Regions from separate parts of the Mus musculus genome. Here regions 2, 3 and 4 are each linked to region 1. The links are chromatin contacts, called in public Hi-C and HiChIP or PLAC-seq maps. All regions are on one chromosome and are shown on one strand. The core of a region is the stretch at or near the end of the contact, and the rest is flanking DNA. Distances in the headings are between cores, read along the strand shown.

Region 1 (3,067 bases), core at 108-2,607:
TCTAATATTCAAACTTCTCAGAGGGAGTTCCGACCCAGCTAAGTCTCCATGGCAGTTCTCCCAACACTCACCCCTCCTCTTCCCCTGCCCACCTCCTTTCCAACCCTGCTCCATCCCTCCCTCTACCCCTGTGACTATTTCATTTCCTCTTCTCAGTGAGATTCAAACATCCTTTCCTGGGCTCTTTTTGTTACTTAGCTTCTTTGGGTCTGTGGATTGTAGAATGGTTATCCTGTACTCTATCTATGGCTATAATCTACTTATAAGTGAGATACCATGTTTGTTTTTCTGAGTGTGGATTATCTCACTCGGATGATCTTTTCTAGTTGTGTGTGTGTGTGTGTGTGTGTTTATATGTTTTATATGTTTATGTTATATATTTATGCTTTATATATATGTATATGTGTGTGTATCTGCAACTCGATGAATATATATTCACCGAGTCTCACTTGATTATAACAGCTGCTCTTTAACTTTTGTTTGTGTCTGTTTCTCGAGACAGAGTTTCTCTTTGTACCTTTGGCTGTCCTGGAACTCACTTTGTAGACCAGGTTGGCCTTGAACTCAGAGTCCTTCTGCTTCCCAAGGGCTGGGATTGAAGGCTTACACCACCATCGCATTGCACCCTTTAACATTCATTTGGTTTATTGTAGTTTCTTGTGAAAGACCATAGTGCAAGGGCTAAGAAATAGCCAGGAGATTTAGCCTAGTGGAAGTCATTGGCAACCTTCACTAAGTTGCTGTCACTTAAGTGGGAGGTAGGCTGAGCTGCATCCTGACTGGTGTGACTCTGTAGTGACTCCTGTAAACTCCTCCTTAATCCCCGCAATAACTCACAACGAAAATCCTTATGCGGAGCCTTTCCATCTGTTATTTCCTCCAGTCGAACCACCCTTCCTCCAATCACATGTTCCTGTTTCTTTAGAGTTCAGAGCCTGTAAAATGAGTTTCTGATATATTAAGCTATCTTAAATGGTAGCCCTCCCTTCCATCCCTCTACTTTTCGATATTTGCCTTGACTGTGTCACTATCTGAATGTTTCCGTTTACTTGACTTCTCCCCACCCACGAAAGCTCTGTGAGGACACGGTTTTGTTTTGATACCACTGCCACATCAGACAGCAGCGTCTGACAATCGGTAAACATCTGTACGATTCACAGATAGTCGGACTGGAACGCAGAGGCTACCACCCGAACGTGCGCGCACACTCAACTTCAGCATTTGCGCTCTAGAGCGCCCGCGCGTTCTAGCGCCTCCGAACCGAACGCCCCTTTCTTAGGAGACATACGGTAGGGCTTCCGCCCGGGTTCAACCCTCACTCAAATCCCGGGAAGGAGGGGCGGAGGGTTATGTCATCCTTCCGCGCCGGCCTGCCCCGCGACGCGCCGGCGGCTGGCGCAGCCCTTCGCTCGCCCGGCCTCCCCCTCCCTGGTTCCGTGCTCGGGTTCCGCCATGGAATCCAACAAGGATGAAGCCGAGCGCTGTATCAGCATCGCCCTCAAGGCCATCCAAAGCAACCAGCCCGAGCGGGCGCTGCGCTTCCTGGAGAAGGCGCAGCGGCTCTACCCGACGCCACGAGTCAGCGGTGAGTGGGAGGCGCCGCAGGGACCGAAGGGGGCATTAGCACGGATCGGGGGACCACGGGAACGGACCGACGGGAGCAGTTGGCGGAGGGGGGAGGGGTGGCGAGGCGCGGCTACGCCTGCGCACTGGCGCGCGCGGGTGCTGCTGGGATTCGTAGTCCAGCGGTGCCGCGGTCTCTAGGATGCTGGCCCCCTGGAGACCCCCGAGGGCCCGGCTCCCAACCCCTTCCCAGTGCTTGTGGAGGCCTCTGGAATGTGAGGTTTCTGGGAAGGAGACGCGCTGGGAGACCCGGTGAAGAGGACTCTTGTGGACGCGAAAGCGAACTACTTCTCCCAGAGGGCTGTTCGGTGGCTCAGGGCCACTGGCCGGCCTGGGAAATATTATAGTTCAGGAAAATAAACATAACTATTCTAAGGGAGAATGGGTTCTAGAGAGGGAAGGAATTCATTCGCTCCAATCAGAGAACCCTTAGCGAAATAAGACATTCCAACTCGCAGTCCTTCCTGCAGTCTCTTGAAAGCGGTGTTTCGGAGTGGATGGATTGTTGAAGATCCCAGTGTCAGCCACCCTATCCCACCTTCTTCCTCAGCAAGCCCGGGTGGCGGGTCTTATGGACTGCTACGGCTGCTGAGCTCCAGGTAGCTAATAGCCTAGGTCTGAGACCTCCCAACCCAGGGAGGGAATAGTGATCTTGTCTTCGCTACCCAATCGTCTCACTTTACCTGGTAACCTCCCCCTCATTTTTGCGTTTGTAACCGAAGTGACCAAAGAAAATTTTAATACCAGCTGGGAAGGAGAAAGACACAGGATTTGTTTCTGTGGAGTTAGTAAACTCTCTGACATGTAGCAGACTTTCAGAATTAAGAGACCCACATCTCATCGTGAGCTTGGGTTTCCCCATCTGGAAGTTCAGGAAGTTGGAACAGATAATGTATATAAACAAGAATACCCATAGTGCTTTTCTGTGTAGAAAGTTCTTTCTCGTGTGTTTTGCCACCTGATCCTGTAAAGTCAGGAAGACAGAACACCACCCTTCTATCTTCTCAAGATGAGGAACTAACTCATCGATAAGCGTCTTAGGATGTGACACAGCTAGAAAGTGGAAAACCCTGAGATTCCATACGTGTTTATTAAAATGAAATGAAGACGCAGCAGCCAGCCTCTCACCTTCCCTGCCCAGGTTTGGAGTGCTGACCTTAGAGGCAGCTGCGTTCCTGAACTTTCCTCCCTCCTGACTCTGCAGGTTGATCTTTGGTCTCTTTGCCTCTGCTAGGAGAGAGTTTCGATCTGCTCTGGTAACTGCTTCCCTATGGGATAATTCCCTTTTTATAAGTGGATAGCACCAGGCGGGGTGCAGACTGTCAGAATTCTGATTACTGCTGGTAGCCCAGGAGCAGTTAAGAAAGCTGATGAAATAGAGCTTTAGGGCATGGCAGAGGCCACCTGTGCTAGTTCAGGAATCTAGATAGGATGTCATTGCAGG
Region 2 (3,000 bases), core at 364-2,863, 660 kb before region 1:
AGAATAGGTTTACTGGACAGCCATTAAGGTTCGAATAGCTTAGGTACTATGATTTTTTTTTCATGTCAATGATCACGAACCAACTTCACACAGAAATTATAGCATTTATCTATTTCTCATTATTTTTATTTTAGTCTATTGAAATAAGTTCTACAACTAAAATGCAACATAGGAAGATAATAATAAGAGTCACTTGTTTCAGGTAAGTAGAAAGTTATTTGGGAAATGTTGCTTGAGATTAAGAATCCGACAAAAATACTACCAATGCCAAAGGATTCAATAGAGTTAGTTAAGAGGATTACTTTCATTAATATTGGATAAGGGAAATATTAGAGTTTCTTAAAGTAGAGAAAAATAATTTACTGCGTGCAGCTGTTAGGGAAGTAGAAATAGAATCTATTCTACCCCCTGCGACAACTGGAAGATTCCACATACAATCTTAAAATGATGGGAACAAAAGCAAGATTACAAGAGATTGGTATTATGAAAACAGTATGACCTCTCGGATAACTATGGCTTATATCCTATATCAACTAAGATAAGTTTTTCAAGTTATTTGAACCGCACAAAACATTGGATCGGTCAAGTGGTTTGTTTGTTTTTTTTTTGTTGTTTTTTTTTTTTTTCATTACAAGGGGACGGGAAAGCCAAACAAAACCGCCAAGCATTACAGTAAACCCGCGAGCTTTGGAAAATCTAAGGAAGCCGACTTTCCGGTCAGTAGCCATGTACGTGTACACAATTGCACAAAATCAGGCGGATTCCAAGGCCTGATTTAAGTCGGGGAAAAGGAAAAAAAAAACCGTTACAAAGTGATAGGCATCGATCATCATCCTGGATTTCATTTACACCACCCCGCTTTGGCCAGGACCAGGAAGCCTGGAAAATGTAACTTTTCCCCAACATGCAGTCGCTCGCCAGAGCTCTTCAGCCCTCGCCCTGGGGCAACAGGGAGCCCCCTCTCCACGACACGCGGAGTCCCGGAGCCGCACGGTCACAATCTCGCTGGCCCAGAGGCGACCGGGCGGGGCGGGGCGGGGGCTCGGGGAACCCAAGGGCGCGGGGCTCACCAGCTGCTGTACCTCGTCGCATGAGGCCATAGCCCTGGTGGGACGTAGGGAAACGGTGGTCTCAGGCTGGACGCAAACACAGGTCCCGGGCCGCTTCAGAGAGAGACCCGCTGGGCGTAACTGGCGGGACAAGGGGCGTGCCCGGCGCCCCGCAGCCGTTAATGGGCGGGGCGGCCTCTGCTGAGAGGCTGGGGCGGGGCCGAGGCGGAGGGCTGCGGGAACGCGCCAGGGACTACCAGGGTTTCCCGCGCTCGGGGCGAGCTTCTCCCGGGTGTGCCCCACCGGGCGTTTTGACGAAAAGCCAAGTGTGTGGGGAGGGTGAGTGGAAACGTGAGCCTCGGAGGCCAAGCTCTGGGTCCCTCGCCTCCCGCCACTGGCGGAAACAGTGGCTGCGAGCCCGCGCGGAGCCCGGAAGTGGGCGGGGCCTCGGGCCGGGGACTGTCGCCGAGATTGAGTCCCGAGCGGAAGTGGGTGTGGCGGGGCGTGTCCACTGGGACGCGGCCCCAGTGAGGCGGTGTCAGCGCTCGCGGGACTCGAGACTCTTCAAAGCTGGGATCGCGCGTGCTGCCAGCCACTGAGACCCAAGCCGCTCTCCGGGTCCTCCAGGCGTCCGGCCATGGTGTCTGGCTGAGCGCTCCTGGGGCTGAGAAGCTGAGCCGCGGTGAATGGAGGGGTCACTGGAGCTGAGCTCGGAGGCGATCCTGCGCTTCCTCGCCGAGCGTGGGGGCCGGGCGGGACACTCGGAATTGGTGCAACACTTCAGGGACGTCCTGGGTGGCCAGCGCGAACAGCGCACCCGCGCCCGCGAGCGCTTCAAGGAACTGGTCAATGCCGTGGCCACCGTGCGCACCGATCCCGCGGATGGTACCAAGTATGTGCATCTCAAGAAAAGGTTCTGTACGGGGGATTCCCCCCCGCTTGAGGCCAAGCTCCCCCGAGAGCCCCCGCGTATCGAGGTGACTGAGGAGCCTCAAGTCCCGGACCTTGCAGCGGAGCCTTGCGAGGGCAGCCAGCTCCAGGAGGCAAATCCACAGTTGTCTCTCGGACTGGGTGGCGAAGTGAGCGACCAAGAGCCTCCAGCCCCTGCTCAAGGTGGGGCCCAAGGTAAGGACTCGCCACCACAGGAGGTCGAGGCCGTGTCCTGGGCGTCGGGTCCCGGGTCCAGCGAGAACCTTAAACTCCCTCCACAGGGGGAGGCTGAAGGGGGCAGTTCCCCTAGTGGGCCAAACACACCCAGGTCGGCCCGTCAGAACTTTCGGGACCTGGTGTTGGGCAGCTCCCCGCAACTAAAGAGGAGCGTGGGTCCTGGGGACGGTAACGCTGGAGGTCGCAGCAGAGGAGGGGGCGACTCCGATACCGCATCGTTAGCTTCTTCGTCCGCAGAAGAGGAGAGCAGCGTCGGGGCCTCGGTTACCCTGGATCCCCTGGATCACGCCTGGATGCTCTCAGCTTCCGAGGGCAAGTGGGACAGCCTAGAAGGGCTGCTCACTTGTGAGCCCGGCCTGCTCTCGAAGCGAGACTTCATCACCGGCTTCACTTGTCTCCACTGGGCCGCCAAGCACGGCAGGCAAGAGCTCCTGGCCATGTTGGTCAACTTTGCCACCAAACACCAGCTGCCAGTGAACATCAATGCCAAGTCGAGCGGAGGCTACACTGCCCTACATTTGGCAGCGATGCATGGGCATGTAGAGGTGGTGAAGTTACTAGTGGGGGCCTACGACGCAGATGTAGACATCAGGGACTACAGCGGGAGAAAGGCCTCTCAGTATCTGAGCGAGAGCATCGCAGAGGAGATAAAGAACCTGGTGGGAGCCCTGGATGAAGATGATGGAGACAGCCCTGCCGCCCGCGGGGGTGGGCGCTGGAGACTTTCAAAGGTGCTCCCCTCACACATCACTCACAAACTCTCCCCGGTCGTGGAAGACGGAGC
Region 3 (2,776 bases), core at 145-2,644, 530 kb before region 1:
TTTTCTTCCATAACATGTAAGGTTGATCTATTTCTCTAAAGGCTGAGGTAGCAAATGTTCTAGAGGGCTTTGTCATCTGTGTGGTCTCTTGTCACGACTGCTCAGCTCTGCCATCTGGTGTAAAGGCAGCCAAAGAAAATAGGAAAATAAATGAGGTGGTTATGGTACAATCAAGATTTTATTTCTAAAAGCTGATGGCAGTTTATTTGGCTAGTGGGTTTGCTGGCCAGGTGTGTATATACTTAGATAAATTTCAAAGTTTTTAAAGTTTTATTATTTTTCCAAATTAACACTTTTTTTCCCCCCTTAAATCATGTAGTTTTTGTGATGCAATGGGTGCTGTCCAGAGATATAGCAAATTGGCTGCCTAGCAGAAAACCTCTTAAAATCATTCCATATTTTCTCATTCTCTTTAGAATTCCTAACTCGGTCCCTTATTTATAGTCAGACCCAGTTTACCAGTATTTCTTGGTAGAATCTTTGTTAAGAATTCACTTTTGAGATGGAAGGCCCCAGGCTTCATAGGAAATGTTTTAGTTGAGATTATTTTTGAGCAGTAAATTTAGTGGCAGTGAAAGTTAATTTTTCTGTTATTTCAGCATCAACCTCCCATTTAAATTTTGTTTTTTTTATTCTCTTGGCTGTCAGCATTTCTGTTAAGACTATGCATTCCTTTTACCTGCATGGCTGTGGAAAGGCTGTTTTACTGTACATACTGTTAAGTACACACTTTCTCTTGAAAAGAGGAAAGAATGACCTTAAAATAAATTTTAGACAATATTGGGACCCTCTAATCATGTTGTCACGAGTCACAATCTGAGGTTTTAGAGTCCATGATTAATTAGTTACAAATGGCCATTCTTATAATATCAATGGTACTTTGCATTTTAGAGCCTTTTCTTCACGTTATCAATGTTCTATCCTACTGAAGAAATTAATTCCAACCTTTTCTGTTTGTGTGACCTCTATTCACGCAGTGAAAAGCAAGTAAAATAGTTTTTAAGAAACATAAAACTAACTGGCTTTCAAGGCGCGACACAAGGTGATTGGAAGGGTATTGAGTTATTTTCTATTCACCTTCTTTTGTTTAAAGAAGAAAGAAAAGAAAACCCAGCATTGTGGCTGGTTAGGGAAATGTGATCGTTTTTTTGTCTTGTAATGCAACTGTTTTGACGGTTGGCTTCACAGCTGAGGCGAGCCACCATTTCAAACCCAGTAACAGGAGCCTTGGAGACGGTACATTACAGAATTAGCAAAAGGTAAGATTGGATGCCACATACTTTCCTCCTAACGAGCGTTTTGAACATCCTACCAGAATTCTTCTTAACCGAAGTGGATCGTCTCCAGTCTCCAGCTCAAGTGGCCGCCATACACTCCAGAGCAGTGCGTGAATGAGTGCTTGTGTTTCACGGGTTTTCCCTTGACTAGAAGTTCTGGTTTTTAATCTCTGATTGGCCTCGAGTTTCAGGAACTAAGTGCATTGTCATGATCAGGTATTAAACACTCAGGAAATTGCCTGGTCCTTTTCTTTTGCCTTTGTTGTGAGCATGTGAAATTAAGAAAGAAAAAAGAGGCAGTGTGTTCACCCAGGGTGGAGTGCTGCTCACACACCCTCCCCTGTGGTGATTGTCTGCTGTTGTCTTTTACCTCCAGGCTGTCCTTGTCATATGGAGTAATCTGGTCTGAAGTTTTTTATTAAAACAAAAACAAAAACCAAGCCACTGGCCTACAAGTTGGCTCTGGAAAGAGCAGCTGTGCTTCTGAGCTCAGCCTTCCAAATCACTTCCCACCTCCGTTGACTTGGATGGTTTAGAGAAAAGCCAGCTTGTCTTGATGAAAGTTTCAAAATGATCAACTAATTTAGAAAACTTGTTGATCTATATTTGAAGCATTAAACTTCTAGACTTGGGAGAGCTCCTGTGAAACCCACTGCTGCAGATCATTGACATACGCCTCAAAGGGTTTAGTCTTAAAAAAGTGAAAGGACAATAAATACATTTACAGTCAGATTCTCTCCGGACGAACGAACGAGTGGCTCTTCTTGCCACCTTTCTGAGTGTTTTATGATTCGAACCATTACCCACCAGGCAGACCAATCAATCCTTCCAATCACCTGTGGCTTGGCAAAACAGAGAACAAAGCCCAGAGACAGCCTGCTGGAGTGTAAGCCTTGTCCTTTCTCTTTTTTCTTTTTGTAGCTGAGCCGAGCTACAGTACATGACCCTGAGACGGGGAAATTGACCACAGCACAGTACAGAGTATCTAAGAGGTAAGGGAGAATGGACAGAACTTGAGGCATATTTGGAGTGCTCTTTCCTGAGGATCTAATTTTGACCATATTTATATGATATAGTTTCTAAGACCTAGATTTCAGATCAAGCTTTTGGTATGTGTACTTGATTTTCACGATGGACCAATAGACAGATACAGGCAGTTCCATGCAATTCCTAGTCATTGACTAGTATACAGTGAATGCCAGGGGAAGCTCTGGCAGTGCCAACCGATAGGGAAGAACTTCTAAAAGGCTCTGCCCAGAGCAAGACCCAAGGCAAACTCTGCCGTGAAGCTGGGGCTATATGGGTCACTAGTAGCTGTTGAAGAAATGTCTAGAAGGACAAAGAAGCTACTATAAGTCAGTTTAAAATCCCTTGCTTTTAGCAACATTTAGAAGTAACTTTTAGAGTTAACCATGGTACAACTCAGCTGCATAACTCAGAGTTAGGGGCTGAGTGAGTTAGTATAGCATTGACCTCTCTGTTGGCTCACGGGATAAAAG
Region 4 (2,700 bases), core at 51-2,550, 780 kb before region 1:
CAGTGGATTCACTGATTTCCATAACTGCCTGACCTTCCCCTCAAGCCGTGAGGCATGCTGTCCGGGATATTCAAATGCTGGGTTCCCAACCCCGCTCTGAAGCCTCAAATGATTTCTTTCAAGAAACCCATACCTCAAGACTGACTGCCAGTGGGCCCCCCTCAATCTGTGGGAATCAGAGTCTCGGACAGATGGGCATAGAGTCAGCGAGAGTGGGGTGACGAACACACGCAGACACGAGAGAGTGTGTTGAATCTGAATGTAACGTCCAAATGAAAACCGGACTTTTTTATACAGAAGAAGAAACAAGAAAAGCCAGGCGAACACATCCACCAAGTTACAATGACACAAAACAAAAGGAATGCATACATCAAAAGATGGCGGGGACCAGGCCAGGTGTAATCTAATCTATTGTTAAGCCCACCACCAGGGGTTCTTAGTAAATGCCTGATTATGCTGTTCCTTTGGACCTAGTGAAGAACCCTGTTCCAGGGGAATTCCCTTCTACTAACTCATACATGGTTAACCCAACCTATTCGATAGGCTATTGGGCATTCCCTGGTTTGGGTGAGACTCGGCTACTGTCCTAAGTAATCACTCTGCAGACCAGCCCTGAGCTATTCTAGCTCTGTTCTTTGTAATGCCTAATTGGTTTCACTGTCTCTACTAGAAGTGAAATTGAATGTGACTGAATAGGTAACCTTCTTACTGAATTCCAAGCTCTGCAGCTTCAAGGATTTTCTAGGGGCCATTGGAACACTGGTGGAGGCTTACCTATGTCAAAAATCAATCTTTTTATAATCTGTTTATAATAAAACAATACTGAAAGAGCGCATACACCAGACTAACGTGGGGACAGGGTTTGAGTATACGGGTTATGAGAATGCCAAGGTTCCAGGAGGCGTAGTTTTCTTGAAACTCTTTGCCTCGTGACTGCCTTCAGGCTGTTAGACCCAACAGGCAGACTTCACTGGAGTGGGCGTAGCACAAGACCTTTTCTATATTGCCTGGTTTTCATAAGATCAGCTGTAGCCTCAAGACATCATGTCACTGAGTGGACCTAACAGACATCAGAGGAATGGCCAGCTCACAGACAAAGGCCTGGGGTGTGGTGTGGAGAGGCCTCCCACCTGCAGATGCTGTTAAGATGTCCAAGTGTGTTTTATAGTCATGGCATATTTGGAGGCTGAGGATACTGTTTGCACTGTATCTCAAATTCTGAAACCAGCAGTGCCACACATTGTGATGGCAGCCAAGTATGGAGTGTTCAGAACCCTCCAAGGTCAGAAGTCAAGCCCAAGAGGAGAATGCTCTGCAAATCGCATGGCCACATGTACACTAACCTTTCTCCCTTCCACCCCTCCAGCTACCCATGCCTCTGCCCAGGCCCTGGACCGGCCAACTGCCACCGTGTCACCCCTGCGCACTCAGACTTCTCCATCCCGCCTGCCCAGCACCGGCCTGAGACCCCGCTCTGTGGCGTCCCCACAGCATGGCCAGCAGTCCCCGGCACAGATGTGTCCCCGGCCAGCCATCCCCTTCACATCAGCGGCCTCCGCCATCACACCCCCCAATGTCAGTGCAGCCAATCTGAGCGGGGAGGTCGGAGGGACACCCATCAGCGGCCTGTCCACACCCAGCCTCATCAACACGGGCTTCAAGCCAGATGACAAGAAAAACGAAAAGGTTAGTGGGCCATCCTGGGCTAACCCTGAACCTGGAGCTGGCTGGCTACTGGGTCCTTCTCACACACTTGCCAATGGTGCCGAGAACAGGTGAGGTTTCAGTGTGCTCATTGATGTTCTGTATATTGCATGTGGCAGGGCCTCTGACATGGATAACAGCCAGAACAAGAAGGTAGAGTAGAAGCAGAGGCTAGCCTCAGGGTTCTGCCAGGGCCAACAATTTTCATGCCACTGCAGTTTTGATGAAAATCAGAAGGTGGCATCTTGCTCATCCATAGACTACCGTGGTCCCTCCTGCTAGAAGCTCATTGTAATACAGCCATCTTGTCAGAACAAGACTCCTAACTGCCATGTGCCAGAATGAGATGGTGAAAAACAAACAGATCTGCAATAACTCTCTGTGGTGCGAGCGAGCGACACCCTGTCCCTTGGACGCATGATTCTTGCACAGTTTGCAACCTGTTCAGCCATATGGGAAGGGCTTCTTTCTTGGAAAAAAAAAAAAACTGAAAGAGAAAAACAGGAGGACACCAGCCTGGTAGTGGGTATGGAAACCATTTTCAGCTATTCTTGTATTTTATAGAAGATTGGAGTCGATGGGCTGGCCCTGGTGGCTAGGAGCAAGGGGAGGAGTAGCCAGGGTCACACTCCACTTACAAATCAGTGCAAAACACAAGCCACAAAGTGAATGGAGAATGTTCTAGTAGCCGTAGCTTTAAGCTTAATATAAAATTTAAAGGTCAGGTGCATCTTCTATCAAATGCACTATCCAAAAAATGTTTCAAGGCACTCCAGTCTTGCTGCTAGGATGTCTAAGATTGTCTGTCAGTTGTGTTTGGCAGGCAACTTGGTTTTCCCACGTTCTGTGGCTGTTTGAAGATGTTTCTATAGGGTTTCCTAAGCATCCTGTGTATCTCACGTGTTTGAGGTGAGGACAGCCCCCTTGAGGGACATCCCCAGCCCTAATTTTTAAATCCACTCATCAGCTTCCAAGAACTTTCAGACCCCTCTCCCT

Evidence for each region. A called contact is a pair of places that touch in the nucleus more often than the background predicts. HiChIP or PLAC-seq counts read pairs in DNA pulled down with a chosen protein or histone mark.
Region 2: a contact with region 1 is called in an H3K4me3 HiChIP or PLAC-seq map of microglia, with 9 times the contacts expected there. The contact joins the promoter of Sowahc here to the promoter of Dnajb12 in region 1. A contact is called at or near these places in 12 of 39 promoter capture datasets (the 3T3-L1 cell line, cranial neural crest, embryonic stem cells and 6 more), 1 of 15 datasets of contacts at CTCF or cohesin (embryonic stem cells), 18 of 484 Hi-C or Micro-C datasets (B cells, the C2C12 cell line, CD8 T cells and 13 more), 25 of 115 datasets of contacts at active chromatin or transcription factors (the NIH/3T3 cell line, astrocytes, bone marrow-derived dendritic cells and 19 more) and 3 of 9 other capture datasets (adipose tissue, liver and macrophages).
Region 3: an H3K27ac HiChIP or PLAC-seq map of embryonic stem cells shows a contact between it and region 1, with 6 times the contacts expected there. The contact joins the enhancer-like site here to the promoter of Dnajb12 in region 1. A contact is called at or near these places in 14 of 39 promoter capture datasets (the C10 cell line, the HPC-7 cell line, HPC-7-derived erythroid cells and 10 more), 1 of 15 datasets of contacts at CTCF or cohesin (CD8 T cells), 2 of 484 Hi-C or Micro-C datasets (bone marrow-derived macrophages and ventricular fibroblasts), 25 of 115 datasets of contacts at active chromatin or transcription factors (the 230-238 cell line, the SCID.adh cell line, bone marrow-derived macrophages and 16 more) and 3 of 9 other capture datasets (adipose tissue, embryonic stem cells and liver).
Region 4: a contact with region 1 is called in a Hi-C map of cortical neurons, with 3 times the contacts expected there. The contact joins the enhancer-like site here to the promoter of Dnajb12 in region 1. A contact is called at or near these places in 3 of 39 promoter capture datasets (embryonic stem cells, hippocampal neurons and liver), 1 of 15 datasets of contacts at CTCF or cohesin (embryonic stem cells), 12 of 484 Hi-C or Micro-C datasets (the G1E-ER4 cell line, the N1E-115 cell line, cerebral cortex and 5 more), 2 of 115 datasets of contacts at active chromatin or transcription factors (bone marrow-derived macrophages and stem cell-derived neural progenitor cells) and 1 of 9 other capture datasets (liver).

What each region holds. Positions count from the first base shown.
Region 1 is chr10:59,878,226-59,881,292 of GRCm38.p6, forward strand. It overlaps Dnajb12 (DnaJ heat shock protein family (Hsp40) member B12), which reads left to right and starts at 1,358. Exons shown (of 9, transcript NM_019965.3): 1 at 1,358-1,585. The coding sequence starts at 1,453.
Region 2 is chr10:59,220,309-59,223,308 of GRCm38.p6, forward strand. It overlaps Sowahc (sosondowah ankyrin repeat domain family member C), which reads left to right and starts at 1,614. Exons shown (of 1, transcript NM_172939.3): 1 at 1,614-3,000. The coding sequence starts at 1,736. It overlaps Septin10 (septin 10), which reads right to left and starts at 1,192. Exons shown (of 10, transcript NM_001024911.3): 1 at 1,083-1,192. The coding sequence starts at 1,100.
Region 3 is chr10:59,353,152-59,355,927 of GRCm38.p6, forward strand. P4ha1 (procollagen-proline, 2-oxoglutarate 4-dioxygenase (proline 4-hydroxylase), alpha 1 polypeptide) reads left to right here. Exons shown (of 15, transcript NM_001316371.1): 9 at 2,199-2,269. Among named protein-coding and RNA genes, the nearest start is that of P4ha1, 31 kb to the left of the region's middle. Within about 2 kb of position 1,395, at least 9 of the 459 cell types and tissues checked have an H3K27ac peak or open chromatin away from gene starts, as enhancers often do. A contact at or near this core is called in embryonic stem cells, where this site is marked.
Region 4 is chr10:59,102,806-59,105,505 of GRCm38.p6, forward strand. It overlaps Sh3rf3 (SH3 domain containing ring finger 3), which reads left to right. Exons shown (of 10, transcript NM_172788.3): 8 at 1,367-1,686. Among named protein-coding and RNA genes, the nearest start is that of Gm23223, 92 kb to the right of the region's middle. Within about 2 kb of position 1,301, at least 12 of the 459 cell types and tissues checked have an H3K27ac peak or open chromatin away from gene starts, as enhancers often do. A contact at or near this core is called in cortical neurons and hippocampal neurons, where this site is marked.